3 separate regions of the Mus musculus genome follow, and regions 1 and 3 are each linked to region 2. The links are chromatin contacts, called in public Hi-C maps. All regions are on one chromosome and are shown on one strand. Each heading gives the region's core, a stretch centred on a gene start, on an enhancer-like site or on the middle of the called end of the contact. The rest is flanking DNA. Distances are from core to core; before and after follow the strand shown.

Region 1 (3,614 bases), core at 141-2,640, 340 kb after region 2:
TGTAAGAAAAGTTCAAACACTTGAGGCAGTTCAATTTTATTATTTGCAAGTTGTATTATAAAATCTTATTAGTGCCTGTAATATTTTCTAGTGATTATAAAAGGGATATAATAAAAAAGAGATAAGCAAATACTTTATTTTTAGAAGCCAAAAATATAACCTCCGTACATTGCTGTCAAAAGCACTCTGTAACCACCTGAGTTTGCATATCACATCATTTGACAACTTCTCACCAGAGTCACCTTGGCCCTTTCCTTCAGGATGGTGTGGCCTTGGGTGCCACTGTACACATGACCCCTGATGGTGAACAACAGTCTCATACGTGCATGTAAACAAAAGCTTTTTTTTTTGGGGGGGGGGGTCGAGACAGGGTATCTCTGTGTAGCCTTGGCTGTCCTGGAACTTACTCTGTAGACCAGGCTGGCCTCGAACTCAGAAATCCACCTGCCTCTGCCTCCCAAGTGCTGGGATTAAACAAAAGCCTTTAAGTGCTGGGACACTCTCACTATTTTCTAAAGCAGTCTTTCTCATTCACTATAATATCCGATTATTAAGAAATGGCAGCCTGCTTTTGATTTTTTGTAGTCTCTATTTTTGGACCATAATAACTATTATTGTACAGATTTTGTATTCTAAGAAGGCTGATGTTTCCTCTTTTTGCCTTTTCAGTGAGAAATCCTTACACGGGCCATAAGTACCTGTGCGGGGCGCTTCAGACCAGCATTGTTCTATTAGAATGGGTTGAGCCAATGCAGAAATTTATGTTAATTAAGGTAAGTATTCATGACATCTGTAGTACAAACCCTTTGTTAGCCTTGCTCTTATTTCCGCCAACTCTCAAGTGTGTGTAGACTGGAAGTTATGCGGTGGCTGCATGGAGGTTCTGAAAGAACCCAGGGATGGCAGTGGGGGACTGGAGCGAGCTCCCTGGCTCCCGTGACCTTCGGGAGACTGGGTTTTGTTTAAGCGTCTCTTCGATCTTTCAAGGAGGATCTAGGTCTGATTTTGCTTTCCTGCAATCCTAGCACTTGAGGGGAAGAAGGCAAAAGGATCTAGAGTACATGAGACCCCAGCTCAAAAAAAAAAAAAAAAAATCACTACACAAAAATGCTTTACTCCAAAGCCTGAAGGAAAGTAGCCCTGTTGATACCTCGTGGAATGCAGCCTACTTATGGCAAAATCCATTTTTTCTCAGCTTCTCCTTTATCTTGCCGAGTGTGAAAAGTATGCCTTTCCCCGGGTGGCGCGAACATCTGTACAGTTGAGTTTCCCAGTCTCCTCCTGCCTTTCTTCCTTGAGCTCCACCCTGACTGTTCCCTCCATTCTTGACGTCTATATAGTGAAAACGGCTCCTGTGATGTCAGTCAGCCACGCGCATTGAAAGGATAGTTAAGCTTCAGCATGAGCGCCCTCTGCAGGCCGTTTCCTGTTACAGGACCTGTGCAGGGTGTCTGGGGTGTGCTTCAGCGAGTAAGATGCTTGAGGCCCTGAGTGTGAATTACCACTTCCCCTCGCCCCTGCCAAGGAAAAGCAGGGCACAGCCACGTGCAACTGTGTCTGTCCCCAGCACTGGGAGAGTCAGGAGAGGGTCACCACTCACACACACAACACACACATACAACACACAAACACACGCAGGAGGGAATGTGTGCTCCTAGATGCAGTAAGCCACAGGTTATCCCTCTGTGGCTTCTCTTTCCTAAGTGGACAGCACTGGAGAACCTGGCCTGACTGATGACTGAGGCCTAGGGCCAGCTTTCTGCGACAGGAGTCAGTGCACACCCCGCTCTCATCCAGGAGGGTCCCATGCCCCTTTCCTGACATTCTTGAATGTTCCTTGCTCTTTGTGCTTCATGACTCCTGTGCACTGTTCATTTTGTTTGTGGATTTGGATTTATTTAGCTTTCTTGGCTTCTATAGTGTGACTGCTTATTAGGTGCATTCAAATATATTCCCTTGCTTTCTGTATCCTTTCATCCTCTTGGTGGCATGTTGGACAGTGTTTGCATCATTAGGCCACATTTTTATCATAAACAAGATGAAATTAAAGGTCTCCCCAGCAACTATGTTCTTACTCTAAAGAAAACTCAGCGCTGTTTGCTGGAGTAAGTCAGATGTGAGGACCACTCTCTAAATCAGGACCCCATGCTGCTGTGACTTTTGCACTCAGCCTAATCATTAGAGGAAGCCAAATGTACACGGAGACAAAACCTGTTGAATTCTTACATGCTCAGAGAAAAGAAAGAAAGAAAAAGAAAAAGGGGAAGGGGAAGGAAAGGAAATGAAAGAAAGACCCAGAAATATTCTGCCGAAGTCTTCATTGATCTTAACTTCATCTGAAAGATTCTTTAAGTTCTTTAAATTGCCTGATCATGAATATGAAACGTTGGGCTGAAGATGGCTCAGCCATTAAGAGCTCCATTGAATCCAACACCTCTGCCTCCTCAGGCACATAATTAAAAATTAAATTTTTTGGAAGAATATGGTAGGTTGGGTCTGAAGAAATAGATCAGTGGTTAGGAGCACTAGTTATTCTTCCTTAGGACCCATGTTCAATTCCCAGCACCTCTAGCCATCTGTCTTAGGGCTCTCTAGAGTCACAGGACTTATAGAATGTCTCTCCCCACATTGAGGGGATTTACTGTGATGACCTGCACGTTCCAGCGGAAGGTAAGTACCTGAGGGCCACCACTCTTGGATCTGGGACTTGCTTTGTCCCAGGCTGACCTTGAACTCAGAGATCTCCTTGTCTCTGTTTCCTGGGATTAAGGGTGTGTACTTCCTTGCTTGGCCCTAAGTTTTTATGGCCACTGTGCCTCAAGATCTCCATGCCAAGATCCAGGTCAGAAACTTGTGTCTTCCACCCTCAAGATCTGGATCATGGGTGTGCCCTCCAATTCTGGACTGTAGTTCATTCCAGATATAGTCAAGTTGACAACCAGGAATAGCCATTACACCATCTTTAACTTCAATTCTAGATCTGACACCCTCTTTTGGCCTCTGCAGGCACCAGGCATGCATTTAGTATACAGATTTATATGCAGGCAAAACACCCATATACATAAAATTAGATTTTAAAAATTTGTTAAAGAAATGACAGGTTTGACCAAGCATAGGGACACATGCCAATATCATTCCAACACTTGGAAGGCTGAGTGGCTGAGTCACCAGTTCAGGGCTAGCCTTGGCTACATGGAGAGTTTAAAGCAAGTCTGAGCACCTTAGCAAGATCATGTGGAAGAGGAAAGAGGTTTTACTTAAAATCTGTGCCCTAAGTAGAGGGTGATTTCCTAGAGAGGTGCAGTAAGGAGAGACGTGTCTCGGGTAGAAACACTCCTTTGATCCCTGGGGAGGAGCCTGGGGTGGCTTGTGCACAGGTGTGCATAATAATGGAGAACTGTGCCTTCTGGCCACCAAGGTCTTTGTGTCTTCAAACTAGTCATTATGCAAGCCCATTTCACCTGTTTTCCTTGGCCTGGATGAGTTGCCAGATTAAAAGACAAACCCTGTTTAATCACTTTGTTAAGTACTAACAATAACCACTTGGCAAATACAACCTATTTATAAAAGCAACAAAATATAAACTTGAGAGAATGTGTGTGTAAGACCAATTT
Region 2 (3,564 bases), core at 873-3,372:
CTGTGGGAGTTCTCCTGCTGTGGGCTTAGACTCTGCTCTACTGTTTCAGACACTACACTCTATCCAAATTGCATGCAGTGAAATACTCTAAGCACAGGGGAATGTGTGTGTGTGTGTGTGTGTGTGTGTGTGTGTGTGTGTGTGTGTGTGAAAAATGCAATTCTGCTATTTCCAAAGACAGACTACACTGCTTACTTTCAAAATTGTCCTGCCTAAATGAGCATTCCATAACTGAGCCTCCACAGTCAGCTTTTACAGTTTGTTCCTGTATTACGCTACTATCAGGATTAATTATGCAGTGTCTTCATGAGGAGAAATCAGATTTGGATGCAAGTTGGAACAGAAAAGAAAAAGGTTTACTTCCCAAAGGAAGATTACTGTATCCGATTGCCCCACCCCACCCCACCCCCAAATTGCTGGAGTCCTTCCATATACAGACAGATTTGGATGGCAGTCCCCAGCTGGGCTAGCCATGGGAAGGAGGAAATTGACATGTTTGAGAAATGAAGACTATGCCAAAGAACAAGATGGGGAAGGCCAGTATTAACCCCCTCCTTTCTCGGTAGTTCCATGGCAGGCTGTAATTCAATTTACATCTGTTCACTTGCTTCTAAATATTTTCAAATGGACTGACCTCGTACTTCCTTTTGGGAACAGTGAGTCCAAGGAAAAGAAGTTTATTTATTTGTTTTTCTCTCAGGGGACAAAAAATTCTACTAAGGTTTGATCTTTAGAAGTTAAAGGAATCACCACAAGAGAGGATTACAAAGAAAATATTCAAACTACCTGATTCCATACATAAGATAGGTGTTGCATAGATTCCAGAAGAGCAAAATGATGCTGTACCAACGCAAAGCCCAATAACAAAACAATAAAGACAACCTACAAAGTGTCACAACCATAAGAGCGTGGCAGGTAGAATCTCTGAGCGCAAGTCTACTTTCAAGGACTTGGCCCTTGGCTCTCCTCAGCTGCTTCCTAGACCCTGAGGAGGGTGGTCATCTGGAAGGTTGAATAATGAGTAAAGCCGGTGTCTTAGATCCCTTTAGCTGCCTTTACTAGTGAATTAGGGAATACGAAGTCCAATTCAAACAGATCCTGAACTTGGAGTGTTTGGAGGACAGACCTTCGCTCCCCATTCCAGGCTGGAATGCCACCTCGATTTAATGGTATACCAGCGAGCTCAATCCATGAGAAAGCCCTCTTTCCTTGTTCTGAGGTTTACACCTTGTCTCTTCCAAAGGGCACGTCTCAAAGGAAAATGCAAGTTGAGGAAAGGAACCCAGTTGAGAAAGATCAGTCTTTGTGGCTGTCACCCTCCCTGGGAACACTGTCAAGAAAATCCATATCTACACCCCGAGTCAGCCAGGCACAGACAGAGAAGGACCAGAGGAGAGAGTCTTAGGGAAGATAAAGAGACAGTGTGAGGGGTAAAACGGAGTCCAGGAAAATGGTAAAAGAAGGGTAGGATGAAGGAGCAAGGAAAGGGAGAAAGAAGAGTAGCTGGGGAAGGAAAGCAGGGAAGCAATCTGGAAGGGTGAAAAATGCGCGGGGCAACGGAGCGCAGCGACTGGAGAGGCGACCGCGGGGACCCGCGCGCCCCTGGGATGCCCGGGCTGAGCTCCGCGCGCGGACGTAGAGACGCGGGGCGCGCCCGCCGCTCACCTTTCAGGATGAGGGTGTCGATGTCCCGGTCGATGCCCAGAAAGTAGCACTTCCTCCAGAGGCCCGAGTAGGTGGCGAACAGTGGCCGGCCACACTCAGCGTCCAACCCGCCAAGCCCCAGAAGCGAGCGCCAGGACTCAGGGTCTGAGCGCCCGGGGCCGCCGGGGAGCAGCCGGCGCCCCAGGGGAGGCGAGTCCCGCAGCGGCAGGTGCGACAGCGGCATCAGGCGGTTCTTCTGATCCGGGGGGTCGGCGCCCGCGCGGCTGCGCTCGCAGCTCTCCTTGTGGCGCCGGGGGTCGGTCTCGTACCAGTGGTCGGTGAAGATGGCCGTGACGAGCAGCCCCAGGGAGCAAAGGCTGAGGCCGAGGCTTAGCGCCGTGACGAGCGCCCGTGGCTCCATGGCTTCCCGGCCAGCAGCCGCCGCCGGTGGGCTCGCCGCCGCCGCCAGACACAATGCACTTGGCCTCGGCGCTCCGCCGAGCGCCCTCCCTCCCTGCCACCTGCCCCGCACTCTCCCTCCCACGGCCGCCCGCCCGCCTCTCTCCCCCGCGGGAGCCTCCTCCCGCCCGGCCCCGCGCCCTCCCGCGCTCTCACTTTCCCGCGGCCCTCCCCCTAAGCCGGCTCCCCGCACTCCACAACCCACCCACCCGCTACCCCGGCCGATCACGCCCCTCGTCCCTCTCCCTGCTTCCAGCTCCCGCGGTCAGCCCCCTCTCTCCAGCCCCCTCTCCCTGCCTTCACCTCTGCTCTCCATCCTCCCTTTGCTCTCTATCCTCCTTTCTCCTCTTAACCCCGTCCCTACTTTCCCTTTACTTTTCTTCAACTCTTCCAGACGCTCTTTCCCCACTCGGGAGGGCCTTTGTGTCCCTGGCTCCTTCTGCCTTTATATACCTGCCTTGGATTCCAACCCTCTCTGCACCTACCCCTGCACACACCACCTCCGATCCTCTGTCCCTCCCACGACCTTACAAGACATCCACCAACATCAGGCTGGATCTTTGTCTCTTGTCCAAGTTGATTTTGATCACTGTCTCTGTTTTGCTCCCAGGAGCAAATCCCATCCTTGAACGCGTGTGGTTTTGACTCTTTAGACTCTTGATCTAGAGCAGCCAGCCTCTTTTCTAGACTTCCGAAGGATCCAATCTCAGAGACCTTGGCAGCTAGCTCAATAGCCCTGCTTCCCTCTCTCGGGCTCCTGGCAGCCTGGAACCCTTCTCTCTGCTCCAGCCCTGCTTCTGCAAGAAGATGCCCAGTGTCCCTGGAGCCACAGAACCACAGTCAGAGATAATAGCCGCCCACTTCATTCCTGCCTGTTCTGAGATGGACTTCTTTTTCTTGGGCTATCTCTACGCCTGAGTGACTGACCGTCTCCTGGATCAATACGGCCTTGCAGTGGCACCTGCTCTGCCAAGTGATTATTGCCTTTGAATAAAGCAAGCCCACCAGTGATAAATCAAAGTAATGATTTTCTCCTGTACTAGTTTTTTTTTTTCCTGGTGGTCATCGAGGGTCAACAACAAACCAGTGCTCTACACCGGTCAACATCTGAGGCTTTCTGCTTTTCCAGGGCTTTTCTGGAGTCACAGATGTTCACTCTAAAAATGGCAGGCAGGATCTTTCTAAAAGAGGAATCCTTGGGACCAAAGTACAGAGTGAATGATGCGCATGTATATTCTGCATGGCAAGGTGCCATACCCTGGTCCCACCTACACCCTTGGGGCCATGTCAGAGGCAGAAAACCATGCTGTACCAGTCCAGGACGGCTATCCTTATGCTCTGACACTATGAAATATTAATGACTGAAGAGATTATGAGGCATTCATTAGATGCTAAATGTCATTACTCCGTGCTTTAATGGGACTTATTAATTAGTGCCCCACGTCCGTTGGTATAGAGGTG
Region 3 (3,685 bases), core at 122-2,621, 320 kb after region 2:
AATTTGCCCACCCTTCATTTTTTGATGAATTGGATCCCTGCTTAAGGAACTGTATTCTATATAACGAGTCATTGGCAAGGTAGGTTGGCCAAAGTCTTAGCTCTGGCTGTTTCCTGTGTCGTTGTGCACATACATGTGATATGTGCACATACATGTGATATGAGCACATACATGTGATATGTGCACATACATGTGATATGAGCACAGATGCAGCACTTCTCTTACTGTATAATAAGTCTCCTTTATTCTTCAGCGAGGCAGCACTGGACTAAAACTCAGGATTTCCTGCTTTCTCTATAGGTGAAGGTTGGCAGATTCCATTAATGGGTTTCTGCCTAGTTCGTATCCCACAGGAACCTTTGGATTAGATTTGTTGCATGGCCTTTGCTTTCCATAACAAAACCCAACTAACACCTTTTCTTTTGAATTCTGGTATCTCTGGGACTGGTTCTTCTGACCTTCTGTTATTTTTTTAACCAAAGCAGTTATTTTTAAAAGGAAGCTAAACTGCGTCTGGTTTTCTCTGTAGTGTAGAGCATAGTTGTAAGGATAACTAACTGTCCCTGGATAGGAGTAAAGCATGAGTCAGTCAGACCACGGCTCCCATGGCAGCCAACTGCAGAGGCAGAAATGAGTAGCCACTGTGAACTATCTAGTACCCATGGGGCTTAGTGGGCACTTACTGTTTTTACGTGTAAGTAGCTACTTAGTAATTGTCAATTATGCTAGGAAGTAGATAAACTGTTGTTTAATTTTAGAGAAATACCGAGCTTCTTGCTTTTACATACAGTCAGGGAAGTGCATACACAAGTTGTTTTGAGTCAGCCTGGCCGCTGTGTGAGCCTAGTAGCTTGCCGCATGGCTCCCTTTGCTAATTTAGATGTGCTGCGTGCTTGACGGTGGCTTCAGACTTTCCCACCTCAGTTTCCCTCCTTGTCACTGAAATCTGTGTTCATACATTGTGCCAATTTAGAAATTTTCATGAGATTTTTTCCATCATTTCAATATAGTCATTCAGTTCTATTACCAAAAACCCCTTCCCAGCCAAGTGCAAGTGGGTGTGAGAAGGTGGCTCTGTTCTTGTGTAGCCTGGAGCCACTTGTTCTCCAGCGCTCTCTGCTGTGGGAGTGCAATGGCTCACTCAGCAGACTGAGCTGCATCTCATCTTCTCAGTTGTCAAGCCACAAAAGTCGGCCACGTGTCCTCTATGCAACTTTACAGGCTCTATAACTTGTTAGCAAAATACCTTCATTCATAGAAAGACATGAGAAAGCAATGCCGATGCAGGGCTTCCTGTAGGACTCTCACTGCAGAAGCAGAGTGTGGGAGATGGGGTGTGGCTCCCCCTGCTGTGCACAGAGCCACAGTGCATCCCCAGTACCACACCCACACAAAACCCAAAAATGTGCTGTTACCCCAGCACTCAGAGAGTGGAGGCAGGTGGATCACAATCCAAGGCCATCTTCAGCTACACAGCAAGTCTGAGGCCAGCTTGGGCCAGAGAAAATATCACACACACACACACACACACACACACACACACAAAGCCAAATGCCATGTGGATCCCGTTGGTTCTGGTAACAGGAAGTAAAACTATATGTAAACTCTCTTCCTAATTAGTTTCAAATATTAATGCCTAAAAAAAGCTGTCACATGCTTAGGAAATGTAGTTTTTACTTGTTTGTTTATGAAAGGCTTGTTCACTATATAGCCCAGGCTAATGACATGATCAGAGGCTAATGACATGATCAGAGGCGTTTGCTGCCACTGCTGGCTTATCTTCTGAGAGGATACAAAAGCCCACCATCCCCCAGAGACTGTGTTAACTTGGGAAAGCCACACACTTCTCAAATCTTGGGCCCCTTTGTACCATCACCATGCTAAGGCCTTCTTGTTGCTGGTATAGTATTTTAGGATGGAAAAGTAAACAAAAGGGTTTCCAAATATATTTATTTATTTATTTATTTATTTATAAATAGTGATACATCTTCATCTTTAATAAAGTACATGTTTTATACAGTTTTTTAAAAAGTCTTGCCCTAGCCGAGCACTGGTGGTGCATACCTTTAATCCCAGCACTCGGGAGGCAGAGGCAGGTAGATTTCTGAGTTCAAGGCCAGCCTGGTCAGTGAGTTCCAGGACAGCCAGGGCTACACAGAGAAACCCTGTCTCGAAAAACAAAACAAAACAACAAAAAAAGTATTGCTCTAAGGGACCAGCTCAAATGTCTCCTCTCTCTGACACAGTACCCATGTCTGTGTCACTCCAGTTACACCCGTGCAGTCTAGCAAACTGCTGGGGCAATAACAGGCAGTATTCTTATGGAAAGAGCTACTTTTTCCTCTGAGAAAATAATAATAGTAAGGAGGTGGCATTGTTTTCTTTTTTCATATTTTCTTTACTTTCTGCAAGATGGCTGGATTTTCATGTCTGCTACTTCATTTAATCTGTTATGTCATATAGCATATAGTTTCTAGAAAACCATGGGAGAAATGAGAGTAGAAAAAGTTATGTATTCTGCAAACAGTAGGGCCTAGCAGGCCCTCCCGTAGGCGACAGGCTTCTCCCACTGTAATTTGGGCGAGCGCTTCCCGGAGGTGTCCTTAAGAATGCAGGGGAGCAGTGCTTGGTGTGCCCAGGCCTCTCAAGTGCTTTCCACAGCCACCTGTCACTGCGGGCACTTCCCCTACTGCTGCAATTCCCACTTGCATACCAGGAACTAAAGTGTGCCTGCTCACATTGAAATACCAAGGCGTGTGGTGACAGCAGGACTCGGCAGCCAGCCGGCTTTGTCTTCCTTTGCCATGCCGCTGCAGCCATAAGCTCCTGTGGCTTACGGCCCTGGGAGAGCATCACAGTCAACACGACATTCAAATATGACACGTCAGTTGTTCTTTCTTGCTCTGGTACTTGGAATTGATTAATTGTTTTTTGTGTCATTTACCATTTCCGATTCATAACTTGTCATTTGAAAACTCATCAGGCTGGCCTGCTCAATAAACTTGATAGCTAAGCATTCTACTCACTGTCTACAGTAGACAGCTAACAATGCCTTTGGGATTTCGTGGTATGATAACTGTAAGAAAAGCGATTTAGAGGTACAACCTCACAAGCTTTAAGAAGAGTCCATTTCTCCTAGGAATTGCAGCAGCCTGGAGAAGGCTTTGCGTTTCAGCACATGCACAGTGGATAGGTAGTGTGCTTCCTGAATTGCTGTGTCCAAGAACACCCCAGTCCCTCACATTCTTGAAAATAAAAGCCTTTTAAAACTTAGCTCCTTAGAGTGAAAGCCTCACAGCTGGTCTGACCCAGCCTTAGTCTCCCAAAAGTGTGAATGTGTTTGCCCATGCACCACCAGAGAGCAGCCGTGAGGTGAGCGAGTGTCCTCCGGGAAAGCAGGCTGCTCCTGCACTCATTTGTTCACAGCACATGCATGCGGGCTTCTGCAGAGAGCCGACTGCTGAGTCCATTCTGCAGGATTGCCTGAGAGCATGAGTCTACCAAAGTATGTCAGCCTCCTTACTTTAAGAAAGAGAACTATAATTTCAAATGCCAGGTGTACTATTCCAGGTAGGATGTGAGTCCTAGAAATCCCTGCTCTGCCCTGCAGCTGCCTTGTCAATTCTGTCGTGGCTTTTCATGCTGAGCTGTCTCCTGTTTGAATTAGTCATTCTCAGTCCATATT

Evidence for each region. Hi-C and Micro-C count contacts between places; a contact is called where the count stands out from the background.
Region 1: a contact with region 2 is called in a Hi-C map of cerebral cortex, with 2.0 times the contacts expected there. The contact joins the enhancer-like site here to the promoter of Tmem178 in region 2. A contact is called at or near these places in 9 of 39 promoter capture datasets (the 3T3-L1 cell line, cranial neural crest, embryonic stem cells and 5 more), 1 of 484 Hi-C or Micro-C datasets (cerebral cortex) and 13 of 115 datasets of contacts at active chromatin or transcription factors (SST interneurons, craniofacial prominence, embryonic basal ganglia and 7 more).
Region 3: a Hi-C map of cerebral cortex shows a contact between it and region 2, with 5 times the contacts expected there. The contact joins the enhancer-like site here to the promoter of Tmem178 in region 2. A contact is called at or near these places in 13 of 39 promoter capture datasets (the 3T3-L1 cell line, cranial neural crest, embryonic stem cells and 6 more), 3 of 484 Hi-C or Micro-C datasets (cerebral cortex and nephron progenitors), 16 of 115 datasets of contacts at active chromatin or transcription factors (VIP interneurons, cardiomyocytes, craniofacial prominence and 9 more) and 1 of 9 other capture datasets (embryonic stem cells).

The regions. Positions count from the first base shown.
Region 1 is chr17:80,599,352-80,602,965 of GRCm38.p6, reverse strand. It overlaps Map4k3 (mitogen-activated protein kinase kinase kinase kinase 3), which reads left to right. Exons shown (of 34, transcript NM_001290345.1): 28 at 670-773. Among named protein-coding and RNA genes, the nearest start is that of Cdkl4, 24 kb to the right of the region's middle. Within about 2 kb of position 1,390, at least 6 of the 459 cell types and tissues checked have an H3K27ac peak or open chromatin away from gene starts, as enhancers often do. A contact at or near this core is called in cerebral cortex, where this site is marked.
Region 2 is chr17:80,943,190-80,946,753 of GRCm38.p6, reverse strand. It overlaps Tmem178 (transmembrane protein 178), which reads right to left and starts at 2,122. Exons shown (of 4, transcript NM_026516.2): 1 at 1,666-2,122. The coding sequence starts at 2,065.
Region 3 is chr17:80,618,792-80,622,476 of GRCm38.p6, reverse strand. The region is part of intron 16 of Map4k3 (mitogen-activated protein kinase kinase kinase kinase 3); the gene reads left to right. Among named protein-coding and RNA genes, the nearest start is that of Cdkl4, 43 kb to the right of the region's middle. Within about 2 kb of position 1,371, at least 17 of the 459 cell types and tissues checked have an H3K27ac peak or open chromatin away from gene starts, as enhancers often do. A contact at or near this core is called in cerebral cortex, where this site is marked.